Linked DNA regions of Mus musculus: region 1 is linked to region 2. Evidence: chromatin contacts called from public HiChIP or PLAC-seq data. All regions are on one chromosome and are shown on one strand. The core of a region is the stretch at or near the end of the contact, and the rest is flanking DNA. Distances in the headings are between cores, read along the strand shown.

Region 1 (4,426 bases), core at 1,766-4,265, 320 kb before region 2:
GGCTTGCGGACAGATCAATCCTCTACTGGCATTTTCTCAATTAAGATTCATATTCCCAATGTGTGTGAAGTTGACACAAAGCCAGACAGCACAATGACCAAGGCTGCCTTTGCCTCCCCAGCCTTCCAGCTAAGAGAAAAGAAGACCAGAGAAGCATAGGATAGCCAAGGTCACACAGCCATGGGACAGTAGAGCCAGAGTTTGATTTCCAAAGATTGCCCTGGCCTTCAGTTTTTCCCTCTGCACCTGAGGACTTTTATTCTAGATTCTTCTATGACCCGAACTTCCAGTGAATGGGTTTCAGGGTGTGTGGAGTGTAGCTCAACAGGGTCCCAGCTTGTAGAGCTGCAAATACCAGCAGCCAAGAGTGGTATGGCCTCCTGTGGACAGGTGGACATCTTCAGCAATCCTTGGATGTCACAGGTGCTGCACTTGCAGGAGGCTTGAGCTACCAGACAGGGGAGGAAGGAGCCAGAGCAGGATGCCAACTGTCTTTTTGGTGTTTGGGGACAGAGTTCACTCAGAAGATTCTCAGGCTTGGGATCTTAGAGAACGCAGCTAGTCTAACAGCTCGTGGGCTTATGCAGTGTGCGCATCCATGACAACCCTGTGACTGTGGCTGCCCTACCCTCCACACTATAGCTTTGAGCTGTTTCCCTGTGGGTACAGTGCTAGATTCTGAACTACTGCACTGCGGAGCAATTGGCTCAAAGTTAAAGCGACCTCTGGACCAGAGGGTGCGGCGTGGAGGTCAACATGGCTCTCGGGGTCATTTTCAGCTGCTTCCACAGAATACCCAAGACTGGATAATTTTCAGAAAACAGAAGTTTATCTGTTTTCTATATACCTCACGGTTCTGGGGATCTGAGCTAGCTGATGTGCTAGGTGGGCAAACAGGGTCCCATCTTCTTGGTCCCATCTCACCAAGATGACCAAAGGGACCCCATCCTCATGAAGGAACTCTAATAACCTCGACGAGGCACCTCTGGATGCCATCAGCTAGGGGACTGGGGAGAGGACATTTCAAGCATGTGAACTTGGGGATGGCCTCAGATTTTCCTTTACAGTGAGAGTTGAGTCCTGGGAAGTGTGTTGGCCTTGGGGAGAGCTTGTATCTCCTTAGCTGGGCAATTTCAACGGGAATAATAGAGCTTTCCTTTACCCCGCCCTCCCTGCTTTCTCATCCTCTCTCTTCTCTCTCCTGCACCTCTCTCTGTTCCTTTGTCCCCTCTCCCTCATTTTTTTCTTTTCCCTCTTTTTTCTCTAAGCTGTGATGAGCACACCATCGGCTCTGTAACTATCCAACCTTCTTTTTCTTCTCTGTCTCTGTCTCTCTGTGTCTCTGCCTCTCTCTGTTTGTCTCTGTGTGTCTGTCTCTCTCTCTCTCTCTCTCTCTCTCCCCCCCCCTCCCCTGCACTCACTTTGGAGGCAACAAAGAAATCCTCGTTGAATAATTCATTCAGAAACTCAAATGTAGCCTCCTCCCCCTCCCCAACTGCCACACTGCATTGGGAGGTAGATGCCCATGGAGGTAGGGAGGGACCTGCCTCCTGGGAAGGCTGGTGAGCTGTGTTTGGCACAGGTAGGGATGCCTGGTTGTTGCTTGGCAGGGAAGGACACACCCCGAAGCACTGGGCTTGGGGACTAGGAAGGGGACTGTGCTTCATAGAAATGGAAGACAGCCGAGGTGGAAGGCACAATGGCTCTCCCACAAACTCTGCAGACAGCCCCAGTCTGTGGAGCTCCTTCAACTTGGTGGTTCAGTGGGAATTGAGCAAGTGGTGGGAATCCCCAGGGACCTACAGGCACTGGACACCCATGGTGTCCTGTGTCACCACAGGTCTCCCCTTTGTGATCAGCTCTAATTTCTCAGGAGTCGGGCGTCACATGCTTGCTACAAACCCCCCTTGGCACCTAAACGCCGACAAAGGTTTTCAAATAAAATATGAGCAAAGTATCTGTGACGGCCACAGCCCTGAGCCCCAAATGTGTTTGATAACATGGAAGCCCTGTGGGTGTCTGACTTTCACCCATGGGGCCCCATTTGGCCAGCGGGTGCCTTGACATACCCCCGGTAGAACAGGTGACCTTAAAAGCCACCGTCTAAATATTCCAGCTCCCGCAGAGCCCAGCCCTACCTGCCACGTGGCTGGGTTTATTTTTAAAGTGGAGCCCCCTTGTCTGTCTGCGTGGGTCTAGATGGGCGGAGTAAATAATTAGAACTGATTTCTCCTCACCCACTCATGAGAGAATAGGAGGCGACATTTGTCTCCGTGTGGGAAGAAGAAGAAAATGAAAGAAAGAAACTTCTTTCCAACCCATGTTGGGTTCTGTGGAGTGTCTCCTCCATCCTTGGACTGTGTCACCAACGTCTTTTGATTACAACATCGGCTTGGAGAGACACTAATTGTACCCTGCTTACAATGCTTGTAATTACAGGGATTACATTTGCCTCATTTCCATATGTCAACACCACGACGAGATGGGTTGGGGGGGGGGGGAGGCGGCCGGGAGCTGCTTTTATAATCGGTTATTGTCTATGGAGAGGAAAAAAAAATCTCTGCACCCAACATGAGTGAAGTGTTCTTTGTTGAAATTGGAAATAAGATTATACATAAAAGTCGTCCTCTGACATCCAGAAAACGGGCAGTTTAAAATAAATTGCGGCTGCTGATCAACTAGATTGCTGGTCCTGATCCCTCTCCGGCTAATGAGGGGGACACCACTCACCGTGCATTTCAAAAGCTCTCTTCTTAATAAAAGATGACCCCCATATCTCTCCTGGAGAAGACATTGTCCCACCCTGATTGTTTGTGACTAAGGCTTCTGGAGGGGGGGGAGAATGGGGAAAAAGGAAAGGAAGGGAAAGAGGGGAGGAGAGGAGAGGTGAGGAGAGGAGAGGAGAGGAGAGGAGAGGAGAGGAGAGGAGAGGAGAGGAGAGGAGAGGAGAGAGCACAAGTATGTAGCAAGCAGGCTCAGAGCTACTCTCATCTGAAGACAGAGGACTCCCAGGTCAATGAGCAATCAACAAACATCCCTGAACAGGACAGTGACCTGTGTTGGAGGAGCTCTGGGTGCTGGCTGCTGCAGTAGCTTTTTGAACAAAGACTTGTCTCCTGTGACACATGGGTTATTTCCATACAAAGGCCAGAGGGACTGGGAAAGAGGGACAGACATGAAAGTAAGGGACTGGGATGTCAGAGAGTAGAAGAAGCAAACCAGCCCCCTTGGGGGGCACCAGGGAGTGAGGAGAGGCAGACTCTGGGATATTGGGGTGTTCCAAGTCACACACACTGTATTATGATATAGTTGTGCACCCCCAATTTGTATGCTCAGCATCCCACCCCTCCCCCCCCCCTTTGATCTCAGAATGTGACTGTATGAGTAGACAGGATCTTGGAGAATGAAAGCAAGTCCTCGGGTGCCCTAAATCCCTCTCCTTCCCCTCCTTTCCCCTCATACACCGCATCCTCCACCGTGAACCATCGCCGGGGAACCCCCACTAAAGTCCAGGAGATGCGCAGTTCTGTGACCCGACAGCCTCTCTCTTTATAAAATGCTCTGCCTGGTGTATTTCAGTACAACACCGGAAACCCGAGATCCTGCCCCGGGCATGCCTGCTGCCAGTGTGTGGAGCATGCTCTGTTGGTTCTTACGCGTACATCGAGGTCACGTGACACAGTTTTGTTTTGTTTTTCCGTCTTTTTTTTTTTTTTTTTTTGAGACAGAGTCACCCAGAACTTGATGTCCTCCCAGAACTCGGCATCCAGGATGCTGGGGTGACACGTGTGCACCCCCATGCCCAACATCTGACTTTTCTTTTTGAATTCATGCTTCAGGTAGCACCGCCCCAATCTTGCACTTCCCAGACAGGAGGCAGAGTGACTGGGGTTCTCACAGGAAACCCCATGACGATGCCCTCACTCTCTCCCTGTTACTTTCACTGAACAGGACACAGGCTGTACTTTAAGGGACATGAAAACCCCCTATGATAATCAAGGAACTGCAGACCGCAAGGTTGCAGGCTTGGAGGCAGGGACCACACTGCCCGCCCTACATTCTTGAAGTGGGCACCCCTAGAGAAAACAGAATGGGAGGTGTTCTAATATCCGAAGCCACGAAAGGACAAGTCCCCCAAGGAGCCAGATACGTTTCAAGTCCTGAGAAAGGGGGAATGGATGCACTTGAGACCTCACAGCGAAACCACAGTGGTACCTCCCTGGGATCTACCGCAACATCTCATAAAAAAGATCGGTGGGGGCCTCGGCATCGATCAATCACAAACCATTTCTGTCAGTGTCACAGCGCTGCAATGCTTGGGGAAGCTCACAGACACATCTGCTAAATTTAAAGGCTTTGGGGTTTGAGAACAAACAAATAATAAATAAACAATTTTATAATGAAATGAAGAGGGCACAGGAGACCT
Region 2 (4,253 bases), core at 1,397-3,896:
CAGATCCTAGCTTCCAGTTCCCACAAGTCCTAGCTTCCAAGTAAGTGCCTTGTCTTAGCCCCAAGTGCCTTCCAGCTGGGTAAGGTTGTGAGGCAGCTTGAGACAGACAGAAGAGGAATGAAGACACAGAACTTGGTCACCCACCCCTCCCCCACTTCCAGATCACTCAGATCATACTCCTCCCAGAAAGGCTCTGAGAGGTCCTTACATGGCCCCCAGGGGCCAGGTCACGCAAGGCTTTACAAGAGGCTAAATTTAAAACTGCAACCCAGACCTCAGGACAGGGGAAAAACACTTGGAGGAGGGGGACCATGGGTGAGGCCAGAGCTTCAGGCATCTGCCCAGGCCCTCAGAGTCACCCAAGGGACACGGTTCTAATGTGCCCAGGGAGTGTTTCTGTAACAACCACAAGTCTTGGCCAGACCACCTGGCTGTCACCTGGAGCTCTCTGGTCCCTGCCTGGAGTCATTGTTGAGGAGGAAAGAGACCTCCAGAGGGCCAGGACTAATGTTCCTGCAGAGGAACAAAGCATGCTGCTGTAAAGCACTCACTCACAGATTAAGGTAGGACTCAATCCCATGAACACAGACAGGAAATGTCCAGAGCAGGCATACACATGCACCTCGTAGGTGTCTCTGGTCTTCTGAGTTATTGCACAGGAATCTTTCACATGCAGCACACATGGTACAGAAAAAGCAAGCCAGTCCATCCCAGCTACATATGTGTACATGCATGTGTGGAAGAGAACAGCACATGGCTGCTCACATAGGACAAGAGACCTCACTTGCAACACACACATATACCACATACATTCACACATGTATGCACAAATATAAACAGATACACACATGCAGACACACATACACTCACACATACTTCCACATATATAGACATGCACTTGCATACATATATACATTCACACACATATACATACATATAGTCACATACACTACACTCACACACTCACTTACACATAAATACATACACACTCATGTATACACATATGCATATATATGCTCACACACATACAAATACGCACATACACTTACACACATATATATGCCTACACAAACATATACATACATACACTCATGTACACACATACACACATATACATATACACATATACTTACATAGACACATACTAACCCATGTATACACATACACTTATGTACATACATATACATATATACATACAAACATTTATACATACCAACATATATACACACAAATATATACATATATACATTCACACACATATACTTACACACATATATATATACAAACACACACTCACACTTATAGTACACACTCATGCACACACATATGCATACATATATGTATATACTCACACAAATATATACTTAAACATACATGCACATACACTCATGCACACACATATACATATATACATACACACACATATACACAGACATACATGCACATACACTCACACATACATAGTTACACATACATACACATGCACTCATGCACACACATACACATATATACATACACACATATACACATATATACTCAAACATACACTCATGCACACACATACACATGCACTCATGCATACACATATATACATACAGAAACACATATACACATACATGCATATGAACACACACACACATACTTCTTGTACCATGCTGTCATCTAGAACCTAGAAGAGGAAAGAGTTTTGGTGTGTACTGAAGAGCCAAGATAGAATTCTGAGTGGATCAGAACAGAGACCAAAGAGAGTCATGTAGTCAGAAACAGGGTGCAGGTTTTAATGTGACCACCCCAAGTGACCTCAACAATCTTGCTTACAGAAGGTCTGCTGGAACAGGAATGGTGCCAGGGGCTCCTCAGTGAGCAGTAGTGTGGAAGGAGAGGACAACAAAGCATGGGCCGAAGACTGTCCTTGGGCCTCCATGTCCTCATCTGTAAAATGGGCATAGATGCAAGGCACAAAGGACATCAGGGCTGGGCCAGGTGCTAGACTCATTCCATACAGTGAAATCAGACCAGAGCAAATGGAACCAGCTTCTGGTGGTAGAGTCTACCACCCTGGGAAAACTGAGGCCCAGAGACAGAGGTTAGATGGATACAAGCTGATCTCACAAAGGAGGGAATGGCAGGCAAGCCTTCTGCTTATATTTGACAGCTGTGTCACCCCCACCAGGGGCCCCAACAGACACAAGAAGGGAGCAAGAGGTGAGGGCCACCAATGGGCCTGCAGCATCCACACCCTTAAGCTCCCCACAAGCTCAGGATGCTACTGAGAAATAGCCATGTCCCAGAGGGGGAAACAGAGGCACACATCTCAGTCACCTGCAGAGATCCCAGAGCCAAGTGTGTGACAAGGCTGGGCCTGCAGCCAGTGCTGACACTTCTGGGATCCCTCTGCAGCCGGCCCGGCCCTCTGTCACTAGCTTCCCTAGTGTCCAACTCCAGACAGTGGTGTTTCCTCCCTTCCTGCCCAGATGGTGACTGTCGCTTTGTCCTGAGGGTGTCCTCCTTTTGCTCTGCTTTCTCTGGCTTTCTTTCTTTCTTTCTCTCCCCCAGCCGCAATTGGAAGGACAGAGAAGCAATTCCCTGGATGGCAGGAGCAAACAAAAGGGGCGGCTGTCAGCTAGTCCCAGGGCCCTGCCACCCAGAGCTGGGGATATGGAAATGAGCTGGTGCATATGCAAATGAGACTCCTGGTGATTTGCATGGGGCTGCAGAATAAAGTGGAAGAAGGCGGTGGGAGGCTGTCAAGTTCTGCCAGCCCCTCCGTGGGGCCTCTTCTTGGTACTTGGCCTCTGCAGATAACCTCCCTAGGGACAGCCTCTCTGAATGCTGGTCCTTTACAGTACGAAGGATCTGGGCAGCTGTAGGGCTTCCTCCTTCCTATCTGGGTAAATAAATCGAATTTTCTGTTTATTGCCTCGTTGTGCCAACATGCTGCTGGTTGGGTGTTTTATGAAATGCAGAGAGAAGTCTGAGATGGTGCTTAGTGAAATGGTGGACCATGAGGGACACTCAGAGCAGGTGCTATAGACAGCAAATATACAGAGGAGCCTCCTCCTGCCCAGGCTGAGAATCCAAGGCAGCTTTGATGTGCTCTGGATGATGTGTGTGCAGAGTACTGGGGCAGGGGTGGGGGGAGTCAGGCTCCAAGGGCCCTCTCAGCAGGGCCTGGCTGGGTGGAGGATGGGTAAGGGGATGAAAGAGAAAAATAAATAAGGAAAAGAGCTTGAAGGATGGCTGGATGCATGGGTGCAGAGATGCTCGGATGATCAAACACCATGGCCAAAGCAACATGGGGAGCCAAGGTTTATTTGGCTTAGGCTTCCACATCACTGTTCATCCCCAAAAGCAATAACAGCAGGAACCTGGAGGCAGGAGCTGATGCAGAGGCCATGGAAGGGTGCTGCTTACTGACTTGCTCCTCATGGCTTGCTTATCCTACTTTCTGATAGAACCCAGGACTGCCAGGCCAGGACAATACTGCCCACAAGGCTGAACTCCCAGGGTTTGTCCCAGGCTCTTGACTTGAAAATGGGTCTGGCAATCCCAATCCCAAGGACCTCTCTGCTAGTAGCTCAGCGGAGACAAAGAGGAGCACAGGCTTCCTCAGCACCCTACACAAAGAGCATAAATGCCTAAGTGTGTAAGCTGGCCTTTTCTGTCAGTGAGCCAAGATCATCAGTGAGATGCCCGGAGGCTCACAGGAAAGCATGGATACTTTCTCCTTAGTGAGATAAAATACTTGACAAAGGCAACGTAAAAGAGAAAGGATGTATTTCAACTCACAGGTCCAGAGGGATACAGTGTATTGTCGCAAGGAAGGCCTGGTGGCTGGAACAGGAGGCTGGTTGGTCACATGACATCCACAGTCCAAATACACAGAGAGGAATATTGCTGCTCAACTCCCTCTCTCCATTCCTGTAGTCCAGGACTCCAATCAGGCAAAGGTGGCACCCACAGCGAGTAGATCTTCCCACCTCAGTTAATGTAATTGAGATAATCCCTATAGGCATACCCAGAGGCCCACCTCCCAGGTGATTCTAGATTCTGTTAAACTGGCAACTAGCACTGGCCATCACAGTGGGTGTATAACCCTGGCACAAGATGAAGTTATTATCCACACTGTGTCTACATAGAATATAACATCAGGACACAGCTGCTGCTCCAGCCATGTGCTGAACAGTTTTGTATCAACTTGACATAAAGCTAAAGTGATCTGAGAGGAGAAAGCCTGGAGTAAGAAAATGCAT

What was found. HiChIP or PLAC-seq counts read pairs in DNA pulled down with a chosen protein or histone mark.
Region 1: an H3K4me3 HiChIP or PLAC-seq map of embryonic basal ganglia shows a contact between it and region 2, with 4 times the contacts expected there. The contact joins two enhancer-like sites. A contact is called at or near these places in 1 of 484 Hi-C or Micro-C datasets (nephron progenitors) and 2 of 115 datasets of contacts at active chromatin or transcription factors (embryonic basal ganglia and embryonic stem cells).

What each region holds. Positions count from the first base shown.
Region 1 is chr5:111,841,825-111,846,250 of GRCm38.p6, reverse strand. No RefSeq gene overlaps it. Among named protein-coding and RNA genes, the nearest start is that of Gm29935, 49 kb to the left of the region's middle. Within about 2 kb of position 3,015, at least 33 of the 459 cell types and tissues checked have an H3K27ac peak or open chromatin away from gene starts, as enhancers often do. A contact at or near this core is called in embryonic basal ganglia, where this site is marked.
Region 2 is chr5:111,518,089-111,522,341 of GRCm38.p6, reverse strand. No RefSeq gene overlaps it. Among named protein-coding and RNA genes, the nearest start is that of Gm36223, 11 kb to the right of the region's middle. Within about 2 kb of position 2,646, at least 50 of the 459 cell types and tissues checked have an H3K27ac peak or open chromatin away from gene starts, as enhancers often do. A contact at or near this core is called in embryonic basal ganglia, where this site is marked.